Regions from separate parts of the Hordeum vulgare genome. Here regions 2 and 3 are each linked to region 1. Evidence: chromatin contacts called from public Hi-C data. All regions are on one chromosome and are shown on one strand. Each heading gives the region's core, a stretch centred on a gene start, on an enhancer-like site or on the middle of the called end of the contact. The rest is flanking DNA. Distances are from core to core; before and after follow the strand shown. Region 1 holds the start of LOC123439444 (hexose carrier protein HEX6-like). Region 2 holds the start of LOC123439357 (phosphatidylglycerophosphate phosphatase PTPMT1-like). Region 3 holds the start of LOC123411744 (homeobox-leucine zipper protein HOX1-like).

Evidence for each region. Hi-C and Micro-C count contacts between places; a contact is called where the count stands out from the background.
Region 2: a Hi-C map of leaf shows a contact between it and region 1, with 3 times the contacts expected there. The contact joins the promoter of LOC123439357 here to the promoter of LOC123439444 in region 1. A contact is called at or near these places in 2 of 6 Hi-C or Micro-C datasets (leaf and seedling) and 1 of 1 datasets of contacts at active chromatin or transcription factors (embryo).
Region 3: a contact with region 1 is called in a Hi-C map of seedling, with 3 times the contacts expected there. The contact joins the promoter of LOC123411744 here to the promoter of LOC123439444 in region 1. A contact is called at or near these places in 4 of 6 Hi-C or Micro-C datasets (leaf and seedling).

Annotation. Positions count from the first base shown.
Region 1 is chr1H:387,043,117-387,046,006 of MorexV3_pseudomolecules_assembly, reverse strand. It overlaps LOC123439444 (hexose carrier protein HEX6-like), which reads left to right and starts at 1,434. Exons shown (of 3, transcript XM_045116157.1): 1 at 1,434-1,790; 2 at 2,228-2,547. The coding sequence starts at 1,652. It overlaps LOC123439454 (O-fucosyltransferase 30), which reads right to left and starts at 1,328. Exons shown (of 2, transcript XM_045116166.1): 1 at 812-1,328; 2 at 1-400. The coding sequence starts at 1,254.
Region 2 is chr1H:386,107,950-386,110,839 of MorexV3_pseudomolecules_assembly, reverse strand. LOC123439357 (phosphatidylglycerophosphate phosphatase PTPMT1-like) reads left to right here and starts at 1,519. Exons shown (of 6, transcript XM_045116085.1): 1 at 1,519-2,122; 2 at 2,631-2,753. The coding sequence starts at 1,805.
Region 3 is chr1H:386,523,301-386,526,190 of MorexV3_pseudomolecules_assembly, reverse strand. It overlaps LOC123411744 (homeobox-leucine zipper protein HOX1-like), which reads left to right and starts at 1,376. Exons shown (of 2, transcript XM_045104713.1): 1 at 1,376-2,162; 2 at 2,277-2,890. The coding sequence starts at 1,602. The coding sequence ends at 2,687.

The DNA of each region.
Region 1 (2,890 bases), core at 185-2,684:
ATCCTCAGCTTTATTACCAGGCCCTAAACTCTTGTATATATCTTTACGCCTCCTAACATATGATATCTTCTTCTTCCTTTTTAACTCTTCATCAGGTTGAAACGAATCCAGTGCTCTATCATTATTCTCCTGATATGTCCAGACTGTGGTTCTACAATCATCCTGAACAGGGTACACACAACCACTACTTTCACTGCCTTCTAAACCAGACAGCAAAGACCGGCATCTATCATAGTCACTTGGCAATGATCCACCGCCAGAAACAGCACAGCACAACCCAGCAAAGCAAGTTTTCCGCATATCTACACCGCACCATAATGAAACAAACACCCTGAAATCAATTGTCTTAACCAAAGGCTTCAGTGGGGACAGATCAACTATGTCACCCATCGAAACATACCTGAAACGTAAAAATTCAGAATGAAGACTTGATTCTCATGATGTTATTCCAAATCCATAATGAACATGGAAGCCCATTGTGAACACTGCAAGCTAGAAAAATTATATCATTATTGTGCTAATTAGTAGAGTGAGTACTCCGCAGTGTAAGTGTGTAACAACCACATTACATCTCTATATCCAGATTTCTCTTGGCAGCAATCTCACCGTACTGGAGTCTCCATCAATTAGGATCAGTGTGATTCCAAATCATGAAGATTGCCTAGCATTCTTACATTTTTGGTGTTTGCATTGTTAACATTCTAATGAAGCTTTAATACCTCGCAACATGATTGATTACTAAAGCCCATCATTCCAAAGAATCAGTAAACCGAGCAGACGCAACGCAGAGAAGGTGTGGTGTGGCCTTTACCTCTGCTCCCGGAGGAGCTGCATGGCGTGGTCCCAGACGGCGGCTCGGAGGTCGGAGGGTTCGGCGACCCTGAACTTTGGGCAGCTCCCGAGGGCGACGGCGTGGTGGTCGAGCACGGGGGGCACGACGAGGGTGCGGTTGAGCAGCGCGGCCGCAACCGCAGCGTTCCGCAGCTCGCCCACCTGGTTGCTGAACCCGCTGTGCGGTGCGTACCAGAGGAACCTCTCTCCCTGCAGCTCCGCGGAGCGCCCACACCTCGGGGTGCCGCCGTCACTGCCGGGCGCGGAGGCGGAGAAGGGGAGTAGGGAGCGGAGCAGGGAGGAGTAGGAGGAGGAGAGCAGGAGGGATGCCGGGAGGAGGAGGAACAAGACGGCCACAAGTAGCCGCACGTTCGACCGCGCGCTCCGCCTGCGCCACCGGCCGCGGCTCGCCGGCAGGTCCATCTCGCCGGCGGCCACCGGCAGATCGGATCTTACGGTTGCATCCGATACGAAGTGAGTAACTCTAATGGGTTAGAACTACAGAGTCCATGGGCTCAATTGGACAAGTTAAGCCCAATTTACTTGGGCCCACTGCTCATAGTATCATTTCCAGCCGCAACAAAATCAGAATACCTCCTCAAAAAAAAAAAGAATCCCAGAATCCACAGGGCCGTCGACGGGTGGGACCCCAGAGGTAGTCAAAGGTGTCAGTCAATCTCGCCGGCGACGTGCGGCCGTTTCTCCGCCGGTGGGCGCACGTCAGCAATCCATCCGCCGATAAATTTCTATATCCTCTTTCCCTCCCTCCCTCTCTCCCGCGACACGACACTCTGCCCTTGGACTAGGTGGGCAGGGAGTGATGGCGATAGGGGCGTTCGTGGACGCGCCGGCCGCCGGCTCCGGAGAGTACAGCGGCCGGGTGACGCCGTTCGTGGTGCTGACCTGCATCGTCGCCGGCAGCGGCGGCATCCTCTTCGGCTACGACCTCGGCATCTCCGGTCCGCCTATCTTCCTCACTCCTTTCTAGAGTAGATTGTTAACTCTTTTGGGCTCAACAGAAAGGAATATGAGAACTGAAAGTTGGAAGCTTGACTTGGAAGGAGTTAAAATGGCATTCATGGCTTACTTGCGGTGCATTCATGGCTTCCGTGCCTCGTGGTGGTGCAGATTTTCTCTTCCATTATTGGGACACAAAATCTGATGAGTTCAGGGTGCTTTCCTCTGTTCCATTTTCCTTCAGATCAAGATGATCTAGGTCTAGACTTTTTTGAGGGATTATAGAAAAAGAAAAAAAATGATGCGTTCCATCATTCCATTATTGGGCAATGGATTCGGTGAACATTACGCAATGAACTTAGTTCGACATATGCATTCCATTCCCATTCCCACCCCAAATTCCCTGAAACTGAATGCATGCGGTTCTGAAATCTTCTAGGCGGTGTCACCTCCATGGACTCATTTCTGAAGACGTTCTTCCCGGAGGTGTACCGCCGCAAGCAGGACAGCAATGTCAGCAACTACTGCCAGTTCGACAGCGAGCTCCTCACCGTCTTCACCTCCTCCCTCTATATCGCCGGCCTCATCGCGACGCTGTTCGCGTCGTCTGTCACGAGGAGGTTTGGCCGCCGTGCGTCCATGCTGATCGGTGGAACCGTCTTTATCGCCGGCTCGGCGTTCGGGGGAGCAGCCGTGAACGTGCCCATGCTTCTCCTCAACCGGATCCTGCTGGGAATAGGCCTGGGGTTCACTAACCAGGTAACTCTCTCTGCTGCAATTCAAGCTAATGATCTTTTAAGTCAGTGTGTAACATGTAGTTCAGGAGATTAAAAAAAACTGTAGCACAGTGAAATTTCTTCAGGCATTTGTAGATTTCTAATAGAAAGATCATCCTCCCGGACCCTGCATCAATCCACAAATCTTGTGCGGCTGTGTGGAGCTGTAGAAGCAGTGACACAAGGATTGTGTACAGACATAAGAATCCTGTATATGTAATTTGTCCCAACCTCCAAGTTGATGACAATAGATAGCTACATGCTTGCAATGACAATTTACATGTCTGTCTCCCAAATCCAAAGAATCATTGCATTGACTACCCAAT
Region 2 (2,890 bases), core at 270-2,769, 940 kb after region 1:
GTTTGTGACTTCAAAAACTGCTCAGAGTATTGTAAAAAATGCTCGCATATACAATAAAATATTTGTAATTTTAGAAAAATGTTTGTACAATAAGAATAGTTAAATATTTGCAATTTCAAATACAATTCCATGTATTAAAAATGCTTTCTAATTCAAAATATGTTAATGCATTAAAAAAATGTCCTAAAATTTTAAAAATAGCTAATGCCTGTTTTGATAGTTTCTTTTTTTATTTAAAATTTTCCGTTCCATTTTTGTTTATTTATAATTTATATAATTTAGAATTACAAAAACTTTTGCATATTAAAAAATCAGAATTTTGAATTAAAATGCTGACGAATTTTTATTTTGAACTAAAAATAGGATTCAAAGAAATCGCCGGATTTTTATTTTTTTTTGCAAATTCGAAAACAATGTCCATGAATTTAATAAATATATTACTGATTTATAAAAATATTTGTTTATTCAGAAAAACTTCATGCGTTTCAAAAAATGTTTGTGAATTTAAAATAAAATCCTCCAACATCAAAAATTATGTTTGTATTTTCTTGAATTGGTCGCCAATTCAAAAGAAAATATTTAAACCCGTTCGAAATATAAAAAATATTCATGATTTTTAGTAAATGTTTGTAAATTGTAAAAAATGTTCTCGATTTTAAAATTGTTCCCATATTTATAAAATTGTTCACGAAAGATTTAATATATGTAGTTAAACATTAATGCTTCTAAGTCTTTGTGACAATATATCTGTGTGAATTTTGAAGAATTAACTGTTGGATGGATCGGATTATTATTGTATATTTTCTAAAAAAAATCTTGAAATTCAGATTAAATCTTTGAGTTACCAAGATTTTTGATAACCATGATATATATTTTTGAAAATGTAAAGATTGCTTCAACTTGTGAATAAATTTAAAAGAAGAAACATTTTCTTGCATTTGTGCACAAAATTTATAAATCAAGCGATGATATGTAAACATAATGTAGCCACCATCATTGAAGATTATGTCTTTTCTTCCGTGGCAACGTACGGGCCATTTTGCTAGTTAAAAATAAAATAAACAATGAGCGATGGTAACGAACGTAGCAATCGATTGACTTGTATGCAAAGTATAGAACCGACCGCTCTACCGGATTATCGGCTCAACGGTTCAACCCCCCAGGCCTCAGCCAAGGCCTCTCCTGATCCGATCCCTTCCAAACTGAACGAGCACCGCTCGACCTGTCCACGTGGCGCCCAGTCGTGCCGGGACGCGAGCCAACTAGACATATCACCAGTCGCCACGTAGCCTCCTCGATACTCACGCCCGTCACGTTCTCCGACCCAATCCAGCCCCCCACGCCGTCGCCACCTCCGTTAGCCCCGCGAAGCGGTACGTGCACACGGCCACGTCCCCGCAACCCCAACGGGGGGCCGCGTGTCAGCGCGCGAAGGAGGTAGTCTGGGCCCACACGTCGGCGAGCGGGCCGTGAGCCACGGGCGATAAGAGGGGCGTGCGGGTTGCCCGCTCGGGACTGGGCAGTTTGGAGTTTCCGGGAGGTGGGGAGGGGAGAGGACAGAGGAGAGGAGAGGAGGCGTGAGCACTAGGAAAAGTGGGGGAGAGAGGGTTGGATTTCTTCTCCAGGTTGCGGGATCGCGAACCCAATTCGATTCCACCCACCCGCGCCCGATCGATCCGCGCCGCGTTGCTCACTCCCCCTCCTTGATAGATTCCTGTTGGGGGATTTTTGTTGTTGAGTCGATTTTGTCCGAGGGTTTCCCATCGCGATCGGAGCGGAGCGGAGCGGATCGAGTTGGGAGGAGATGCGAATCGAGGAGCTTCCCGGCGATTCGGGCGGCGGGGGTGGTGGCGGAGGGGCGGGGGAGCTGCAGCTGCGTGGTGAGGATGGCGGCGCCGACGGTCGGGAGCTGAAGCTGCTTGGCGAGGATGGCGGTGTCGCCGCGGCGGGGGAGGAGGAGAAGGGGGAGGGTGCGGCTAGGACGATCGTGCAGGCGGCTTTCGATGCGAAGCGGGCGGCGGTGGGCGTCGGCGCCCGGATGCTCTTCTACCCGACGCTGGTGTACAACGTCGTCAGGAACCAATGCGAGTCTCACTTCCACTGGTGGGATCAGGTCGACGAGGTTGGGAATTTTTCATCTCTCTTGATTTCGGTTCTTTTGATGGGATTCCTCCCTTCTGTGTCATCTTCTGTCGGCTAGGTGCTTTACTCTCTATAATGTAGCTTCTAGGGTCTGCTATCGTCCCCGTTCGTGCTATTCAGGGTCAGGTCTAAACTTTTTGTTTTGCTATTGATTCGTGGTGCTATCCTCTGATTATGATCGAGAACCAAGCAAAAATTGGGTGGTTCTACACGGCCCACTAGGGATGAATACCTACGTTTGACGTCTAAAATATCTCCCCAGAGGTGCAAATTGTGACCTAATCAATCTTGAAACTCGTTTCTTGAGGAGGCCATGCCTATGTTGTACTACGTACTTAGGTGTTTGTAAAAAATCTTTCGATTGTTATTGTGATTTTGGTGGCCGTGATTTATTATAATTTTTGCTACTTTCGCTGTGGAGTTGTTTTAAGTTGGTTTGGAATCATAGATTGTTCTGTTCTGACTGTTCACATTTTTTGTTGGATCAGCATGTGCTGCTGGGTGCTGTTCCATTCCCGAGCGATGTTTTGCGGCTGCAGAAGCTCGGAGTTTGTGGTGTGGTCACACTAAACGAATCATATGAGAGGCTTGTTTCCAAGTCACTGTATGAGGTAATTATATTGCCAAACCATTTAGTATTTGACTGTTCAAGTTCTGAAGTGCATGGAATAGGTATTGTTTATTTCAGCATTATTTGTGAATTTCTTGTATGCACAACACAGCGTCTGTAGCTATTTGATGCTCAGGT
Region 3 (2,890 bases), core at 127-2,626, 520 kb after region 1:
TACTTGGATTCCTTCTTCAACAACTCTGTCATGGGCTTGGCGATCTTTGATAAATTCTCAATGAACCTCCGGTAATATCCGGCAAGTCCGAGGAAACTGCGGATCTCCTTGACTGAAGTGGGTGCTACCCATTCGGTGACTGCTGCGACCTTGGCAGGGTCCACTGCTATTTCTTCTCCTGAGATGACGTGTCCGAGGAATCCGACTTCCTTCAACCAAAACTCACATTTGCTAAACTTTGCATACAGCTTATGCTCTCGAAGTTTCTCCAGAACTAGACGCAGATTTTCCTTGTGTTCCTCCTCGTTCTTGGAGAATATCAGTATGTCATCGATGAACACCACGACAAACTTGTCCAAGTATTCCATAAATACCTTGTTCATCAGATTCATAAAATATGTCGGAGCATTAGTCAGTCCAAATGACATGACCGTGTACTCATACAAGCCGTACCGAGTGGTGAAGGTTGTCTTGGGTATATCCTGTTCACGAATCTTCAACTGATGATACCCGGATCGAAGATCGGTCTTGGAGAATATTCGGGCTCCAACTAACTGGTCAAACAGATCATTGATCATTGGCAAGGGGTACTTGTTCTTGATGGTCACCTCGTTCAATGCACGATAATCGACAACCATTCTCAAGGACTTATCCTTCTTTTCAACCAAGAGCACCGGGGCTCCCCAAGGTGAAGAACTTAGGCGAATATACCCTTTGTCCAACAACTCCTTAATTTGCTTCTTCATTTCTACCAAGTCATTTACGGGCATCCGATAGGGTCTCTTGGATATCGGGGCTGTTCCGGGTAATAGCTCGATCAGGAACTCAATCTCTCTCTCAGGTGGCATGCCCGGCAATTCCTCCGGGAATACATCTGGGTATTCATGTACAATCGGTACTTCCTCCTCGACTACTCTCTATCAGGTGGCATGCCCGGCAATTGCTCGACTTTTGCATAATATATGGAGTATCTGTTTGATCTACTCACTCTGTACCTATTCCAACGACGTATATTTCGATAAAGAGGTAATGCATTTTAAGTTAAATAAAGCATAATTAATCAAGAAAAATACAGTGTGTTCTAAATCAACGACTTGTCCAGATTCGTGCAAATAAAAAGGGAACCGCCGTTGATTTTGATTGATCCGTTTTCTGCAAAACTCCGGCACTGACCTGCCGACAGGTCCGGGGTATCACCATCGGGGAAGGGGGGGCAATCCAAAAGAGGTTGGGGGGACCGGGAGCAACTTCAGCTGGTGATGATTGGGCTTGCCTGCGCTGCTGCACCGCACCGCAGGGTGCGGCGGTGACGCCACGCGCGACAAAGCAATAAATAGTTGGTGCATACTCCATTCCTCCCTTCATTTCCACCCCTCCACAAAAATTTAAACTATTCTCGCTTCTGATCTCAACTCAATCACCACTCCATAATTAATCAGCGCTCTGAGCCCCGATCCTCACTCCGCCCACTCTTTAAAAGCCCACCCCCTCCGCTCTCTCCCCTCACAATCACGGCCACCACCACCCGCAGCCTGCACGTACGTAGCTACTGTTGTTACTCGCAGAGAGCAGGGACGACGACAGATCCAACAAGAAGATCAATGGAGATGACCGTTAACGGGAGGGACACCGAGCACCACCTCGGCCTCGGCCTCGGCCTCGGCCTCAGTCTCGGCATGGCCGGCACGACGTCTCCCGTCGAGGCGGCGGCGCCCCAGCGTGCTCTGGCCGCTGCTGCACCGGTGACGCTGGGGCGCCAGCAGCAGCTGCAGCAGTCCTGGAATGGCGCCGGCCTCTTCTTTCCGGCCCCCTCCGGCGAGCAACGCTCGCATGCAGATGATCGGAGGCTGGCGGCGCTGGCGTGCCACGAGATGCCGTTCCTTCGCGGGATCGACGTCAACCGGGCGCCGGCCACGGGCGGCGCAAGCGAGGACGAGGAGCCCGGCGCGTCGTCGCCCGACAGCACGCTGTCCAGCCTCAGCGGCAAGCGCCGCGCGCCAACGAGGAGCGGCGGCGGGGAGCAGGAGCGCGCCGGCGCGGGCAGCGACGACGAGGACGACTCCGGGGCCGGCGGCGGCGGGTCGCGCAAGAAGCTCCGGCTGTCCAAGGACCAGTCCGCCGTCCTCGAGGAGAGCTTCAAGGAGCACAGCACCCTCAACCCCGTAAGTGCTCTAACCAAATCAACCAAGGTTAAAAAAAAGACAAAGATCCCAATATTTCTTCTTCCATTCCATCCATCTAAATTTGCTCTGCGTACGTTGATGGACATGGAGCAGAAGCAGAAGGCGGCGCTGGCGAGGCAGCTGAGGCTGCGGCCGCGGCAGGTGGAGGTGTGGTTCCAGAACCGGAGGGCGAGGACGAAGCTGAAGCAGACGGAGGTGGACTGCGAGTCGCTCAAGCGCTGCTGCGAGACGCTCACGGAGGAGAACCGCCGGCTGCAGCGGGAGGTGCAGGAGCTGCGCGCGCTCAAGCTGCTCGCCCCGCCGGCGCCGCACCTCTACATGCGCGCGCCGCCGCCCGCCACGCTCACCATGTGCCCCTCCTGCGAGCGCGTCGCGCCCTCCGGCAAGCCGGCCGGCGACGAGAGCCGCGCCGCCACGATGGTGACCCGGCCCGTGCCGACCGGGCCGTGGGGCCCCGTCCCGGTGCTGCCCGTGTTCGTGGGCAGGCCGGCCCAGAGGTCATGATGAACTAACTAGTTAGTGTGCCATGTCATGTCACTTCATGTGTTGTGAGCGGAGAGGTTACCATCCTTGTGTTGCTACTTGATGGAGTATCTAGGAAGAGTAGGCATAGTTACTAGGGTAGTAGTACGTAAGTAGCTCGCCAAGAGAAGTAACTAGGTATAGAATCTTGTCTTCTTTTGTTTATAACTAGTAGTAGTACACAT